2 separate regions of the Hordeum vulgare genome follow, and region 1 is linked to region 2. Evidence: chromatin contacts called from public Hi-C data. All regions are on one chromosome and are shown on one strand. Each heading gives the region's core, a stretch centred on a gene start, on an enhancer-like site or on the middle of the called end of the contact. The rest is flanking DNA. Distances are from core to core; before and after follow the strand shown.

Region 1 (3,102 bases), core at 26-2,525, 370 kb before region 2:
GTTAGCTAAGGCAATGCCTAGGCGCCTTGATATTATTATTATTTTTACTTTTTGTGCCTATTTTGAGGTGCCTTTGATATCATTCTTTCCAAATACTATGTGTGATGTGTTTTTTCAGAAGGTAAAGAAGGCTTCAAAGCATGTCTGAGATCGGTCCAACTTGAGCTTCTAACATAAAAATATTGACAATTGAACATTATAACCAATAAGGATCTGCAGCAAGGGGAAATTAATGATGGAAAACCAACCCATTTCCTTTCAGTAATGACTAAATTTATTTATATCAGCAGAATAAGATAGTAACAAATGTATGTCGAATAATCTACTCGCTACTCCCTCCGTTCCTAAATATAAGTCTTTATAGAGGTTTCACCAGTGGACCACATACGGATGTATCTAGACATACTTTATAGTGTATATTCATTCATTTTGCTCCGTATGTAGACCCCTAGTGAAATGTCTTAAAAGACTTATATTTAGGAACGGAGGGAGTAGAAACCAGTCAATAAGAGAGTAAAACAGGCATATAATCCTCATACAGTACACATAATTAATTGGATACCTGTTGTGATCTTTTACATTTCAAGGTCTGCTGATGCGGCCTGCGGTCCTGCCAGCCTCCGCCCTTTGTTTCACCCGTCTCACCCTAAAGATGACAAACACATCACAATGGAATCGGATGGGCTCCTAGCCTCTAAATACTCAAATGCCAAAGCAAAAGCACTCTAACCAGATTGCGCCGTTGAGTGGACGTGGGCGGGCAATGCCCGTGCTGCCTCCTACCATCTTCTGCCCTCTCCGGCCTCTCCTCTTGCTTCTCCTCGGATACTACCTGCAACAATTGAATAAGAGCATAGTCCGACGAGCCCCAGCCGAACTGTCTTTCCCTACAGCCTACATAATCATTATATCGAACAGCACGCGAGCACCTCGGCCCACGTCGGCCGGGCTATCTCCTGCCGGCCCCCTTCCCCTGGAGCGGCACCGGCACGGTTGACCGCCCTAGGCGCGGCGTCCCCAGCCCCGCCGTGTCCGTGCGAGGCGCCAGACAAGCCATTTACGAGACCGTCCATGGCGCCCGATCTCTCACCCTGGTTCGCCATCCTTCGGCGCTATAGATTTGAACCGAGGAACGATGGGAACGGGCGATATGATTGGTCCCCGGAATTTCCATGGGAGGGAGGGAGGGGGCGTCACCCATCGATCGGTGGGCGGTGGATGCACCGGGTGATTCCGGTTTGAGGTAGCAAGAGGGAAGGCGCGAACGTCGGGCGCGCGCCCATGCTCGTCGGGTGCCGTGGCCATGACTTTTCTTTTTTTCGATATTCAGTACAGCATATTACACATCCAGAGCTCTTATGCAGCGCCGCAGGCGCCCGTCGTATGGGCCAGCCCATTAACTTGCTGCTCATTTTTTTGTTTTTTATCTGTTTTTTTTTTCTGTTGATGCAATAGAAAAAAAACCCAGATTTTTCATTTGTTACAAAAAACAAAAAAGGTATACAGAGGCAGGCCCAAAAGTGTGTGTGCGGAGGAGGGGGTGCGCGGTTTGCGTCGCCCCACACGCGAAATAAAAGGTCCGCGTTAGACCGGATTAGAGTTGGCTATGTTTTCTTCTCTCTTCTATGAAATGAGGATAGACTAAAATATTAGAGAAACTAACTAAATGTTACCCTTTATGTGGACTTTCAGGAGTCACTATTAGTGGCCAGGGAACATGAAAATGACGTGTCGAGTTGTCGTCACATGTTATGTGTTGGACGCTTTCACAAGAAGCACATGTTTGTTTTTCGTGAAGGCGCAAATTTAAATTGACGAGAAGCACGAGATGTACACATTTACTTCTTGAAGAGGCACATATTTGATTCCGTGAGAAGCACAACTATAAATCACATTTGTGCTTCCCAAAAAGGGAAAATATGTGCTTTCACACGAAGCATAGATTTGCTTCCGCGAGAAGTTTTTTTCATGCAAGCATATATTTGCTTCCCCAAGAAGCAAAAAGGAAGAAGAATTATGATTCCTCGATAAGCACATATTTGCTTCACGTGAAGGCACAAATTTGAAAGACGGTGGCTTGCATCGATCTTTGCAGTCAATAGTGAGGTGGCCTTCAGCGCAGCAAATGAGACAGAAGAGGGGATTCACACTTAGATTTAAAAACCCAGAGCAGTGACAGGCGGAGCAAGTAAGAGTCGAGATAGGACCTGAGGATTGAGAGGCAGCACCATGCAAAAGGAGAGGGGAGAAGGGATCCCCAATAGCATCCGAAGAGGAGATCGGGTCAGAAGGACCGAACTTGCACGCCTTGTTTGGAAGGGTCGTAGCCAGAAAGCTCGGGGTGCCGCCCGCTAGATCCGGTAGCAGCAACTCCACCACCGCCATTGTACCCCCTTCCACCATAGCAAGCATCAGTCGGGGTCCGCCGAGCCACCGGGCGAGGCGACACCACAATTCCACGACCATATTCAGAGCTAGGACTGCTGATACGTCTCCAACATATCTATAATTTTTTATGGTCCCATGCTATTATCTTGTCAACTTTGGATGTTTTATATGCATGAATATGCTATTTTATATCTTTTTGGGACTAACCTATTAACTCAGTGTCAAGTGCCAGCTTTTGTTTTTTCCGTGTTTTTGGCCCATTTTCAGACGGAGTCCAAATGGAATGAAACTTTAGATGATTTTTTTGGACCAAAAGAGACCCCCGAAGCTTTAGGAGAAGGCCAGATGGGCCACGAGGGAGTCACAAGCCCTCACGCCGCCACCCCCTGGTGGTGGCGCGTAGGCTTGTGACCTCCTTGTAGGCCCAACTGACGCAATTCCACCGCCATAAATTCCTATAAATTCAGAAACCCCCAAAAAGAAACCTAGATCGGGAATTCCGCCGCCGCAAGCCTCTGTAGCCATCAAAAACCAATCTAGAGCCCGTTCCGGCACCCTGCCGGAGGGGGAATCCATCTCCGGTGGCCATCTTCATCATCCCGGCGATCTCCATGGCGAGGAGGGAGTAGTTCTCCCTCGGGGCTGAGGGTATGTACCAGTAGCTATGTGTTTGATCTCTCTCCCTCTCATGTTCTTGAGATGTCTTGATCTCGA
Region 2 (3,149 bases), core at 35-2,534:
TCCTTCATTGTAAGTACATCACATGTAGCTAGTTAGCGTATATAAAATCTAGATTGCTGAAACAAACCATACTAAGGGAAATAACATTACAAATTATTCCTCCTTTTCTAAACTAAACACAATCTCCGTCACCATATGTCATATTTCCCCTGTTCCCTATTGACATGTCACTAATGGTCTAAAATGCTATTACTGCAACAATTTTCAAACCAAAATAGTCAAGCATGTAAAACACAGAAAACTTTCAGCTGAAGTTCCTTACCAAGGCTGAATTGAGCATGCCACCGGACCTCCTATCTGGCGACCCAAACTCAACACTATTCTCCACCATCTTCTCATATGGAGTCTTAATGTCCACTGGGCGTGTCGTTGTGAAGACGATTCTCCTTGAAATGGCAGCATTATCAGCAACACCATCTGTTTGTGTTTGTGGCTGCTCCACCACACTGGCCTCAACCTCGGGACGGAGCCGGAACATAACGTGCACCCCATCCACCTCAACCTTTTTCACCTGGTCCTTATCAATGCTCGCCAGGAAGTCGCTGTAGGGGACGCTGATGTAAGTGGTCTGTGGCCTGGGCTCCGAGCCAGGCAACGTGATCTCCGGCCGCAGCATGCGGAGGGCGAATATGGCAAACCCGAGCTGTAGCAGGAGGAACCCCATCTCCCGGCCCTGCACTATGGGCTCCCAGAACCATCGGCCAACACCGCCGCCCTTGACCACCCGCCGGCGCCACTTGTTCTCCCCCCTCTTGGACGAAGAGGGCGGCGAGGGCGGCGTCGCGGCCGCGGTGGTGGTGCTCGTGCCCGCGCTATCACCTCCTTGCTCCGCCGCCGCGTCGCGGTCGCCGTCCCCGGTGGACGAGGCCTCTCCCGACCCGGAGGCGCCGTCGCCGTCGCGCTCGACGTTGGCGCGCGCCGCCGGCGGGCAGCGAATGCGGCGATGGATGAGGGCGAACCCAAGGCCCCGGGGCGGCACCGCGGATAGGCGGACCGACGCGGCGCTGCCTCTGTAAGCAGGTCGCCTGCGGAGGGGGCGGAGGAGCGACCGGGAGGGGGGCACGACGGGGAGCGAGACAAGGGTTTCGGCGGCGGCGGAGGCCATGGGAGAGGGAGGGGAGGCGCGCCCCGAACCCTAGATTCGCGACCGGGGGGACGGGGGCAGCCCGAGGACCTCGCGTGGAGGAATCGATGGGGGGAGGGGGCGGAGTGAGGCGGGGAGATGAGGAACAGACGAAGGCAGAGGACGAGACGAACCGAGACGGGGGAGGGAAGGGTGTCGCCCTTGGTTGGCTGCGCCTGCGTATCTCGCCGTCACGCCGGGCTGTTAATCCGGTTCGGGTAAAATACCTACGGTCACCGAGGGGTACGCGGCGCATTGCTCACTGACGCGTGGGCCCCGTTCATGGGCCGCGTTTCCTTGGGCCCGCTTTCAGTGGAAAGCTGCGGCGTTTCTTGGGTTTCTGTGGCTTATCCGTTCCGTGGAGATATGGCACGCGGCCGGCGGAGAGGGAGGGGGGTTAACGGGATAGCTCCTCCTTGTCAGTGGGAGCAGGGGGCGTGAGTCAGAAGGTGGGGTTACTCCAGATATTTGGCGCGTCGGATGGTGCAGGACGACGAGCTGCCCGTGTCCACATAAACGATGAACGACTGCCGAATTTGGGAGCATATCTTCTACGGCAGAGGAGGAAAAACAAATGGTTTGCTAATTTTGTGTCAAAATCCATTTTTTAGCCCACACTTATCTCCACTCGTGCAGAATAAAAAAATCAATATAAATGCTAAAAAATTCAAAAAAACGGTCGATAACTTTTATGTGTGAGGTCCGTTGTAATTTTTGAATCATTTGAACATCTAAACAGCTTTCGGTAAAAAAGATAAATTTAGAATCACTAAAAAAGTGTATTGTTCATGCATTATTTTGATTCGTTTTTTTTTGCCGAGAGTTGTTTAGATGTTTAAATGATATAAAAATTGGAATGGACCTCATGCATCAAAGTATCTATCAAGAAAAAAAATTAGAAATATTTTAATTTTTTTAGTACTTGATTTGATATATTTTTAACCGGGTGCGGATGTGTCTGAGCACCGAAACGCTGCACTCAATTTTGTATGGATTTTTTTAGCAAACATACACATTCTTTGTGAGTAAGATAAAGAAGTATTTTGTCTGTTTTAAAATAAATGTCTTAATTTTATAGTATTAACTTAAGTAAACAAATATTTAGATTGAGACACTTATTTCATAATGGAGGGGGTACTACTCCTATAACGGAATAACTGCAAACAAGTATAGTCAGTAAGCAAAATTGTAAAACGCTGGAAACATGTGTAAATAGTAACCGTGACTAAATTTACAATCTAATTATACTGGTTTTTTGGGCTTACTAGGTAAGTGCACGGGAGAGCATTAGGCCAACTCCACCGCACGATCCTAAACGGACGTCCGGTTTGGCCGGATTTTGTTCCTTTAAAACGGCAATGGGTTCGCCCACGTCCACCTCTGTCCGTTGGGTCGTGCGTGCGTCTACCGTGCGGCCGCACCCAAATCATGTCCGTGTTGGACTTGATTAAAAAAATAGGAAAACTCAACTAAAAATAAATAAACATAGTTAAAAAACTTAAAACATAATAACATTAACATTAAAAACGCCCAGTTTGCCCAATTTTCACGGCCACAAAACGGCCAGTCTAATATAATTAACATAGAAAACGTCGTTGTCGTGGCCGTCGCCGTCTTCACTGGCCGTCGGTGTCGTCCTCGCGACGTAGGCCGGCGGCGTCCAGAGGTGGGCCGGCGGTCCCTGGTGCGCGGGGGCGGGCTGGAAGCTAGCCTGCAGGACCTCCTCCCGTGGCGAGGCGTCCCGCTCCAGTGACCGTGGCGGCGTGGGGCACCAGTTCACGGCCCCCACTACGTGCGCCATCTCCGGCACGGTGCACAACCAGCCCATGACGCGCCCACCAGTTCCGGAGGGAACGCGGCCACCTCCTCCTCCTCCATCTGCTCGGGGATGGCGACGTCGCCGGCCGCAGAGAGAGCCATGGCGCGGTCCAGGCCCGGCCATTGGCGCTCATCATGCGTCATCATTGAGTCCTCCATGACGCGCTCCATGAGCTGGGCCTCCTCCTCCTCCGTCATGCGAGGAGGT

The links. A called contact is a pair of places that touch in the nucleus more often than the background predicts.
Region 1: a contact with region 2 is called in a Hi-C map of seedling, with 5 times the contacts expected there. The contact joins the promoter of LOC123403746 here to the promoter of LOC123401461 in region 2. A contact is called at or near these places in 2 of 6 Hi-C or Micro-C datasets (leaf and seedling).

Annotation. Positions count from the first base shown.
Region 1 is chr6H:402,023,412-402,026,513 of MorexV3_pseudomolecules_assembly, reverse strand. LOC123403746 (poly(U)-specific endoribonuclease-B-like) reads right to left here and starts at 1,275. Exons shown (of 7, transcript XR_006611546.1): 1 at 930-1,275; 2 at 731-832; 3 at 563-646.
Region 2 is chr6H:401,656,798-401,659,946 of MorexV3_pseudomolecules_assembly, reverse strand. LOC123401461 (ATP-dependent zinc metalloprotease FTSH 7, chloroplastic) reads right to left here and starts at 1,284. Exons shown (of 13, transcript XM_045095286.1): 1 at 263-1,284. The coding sequence starts at 1,105.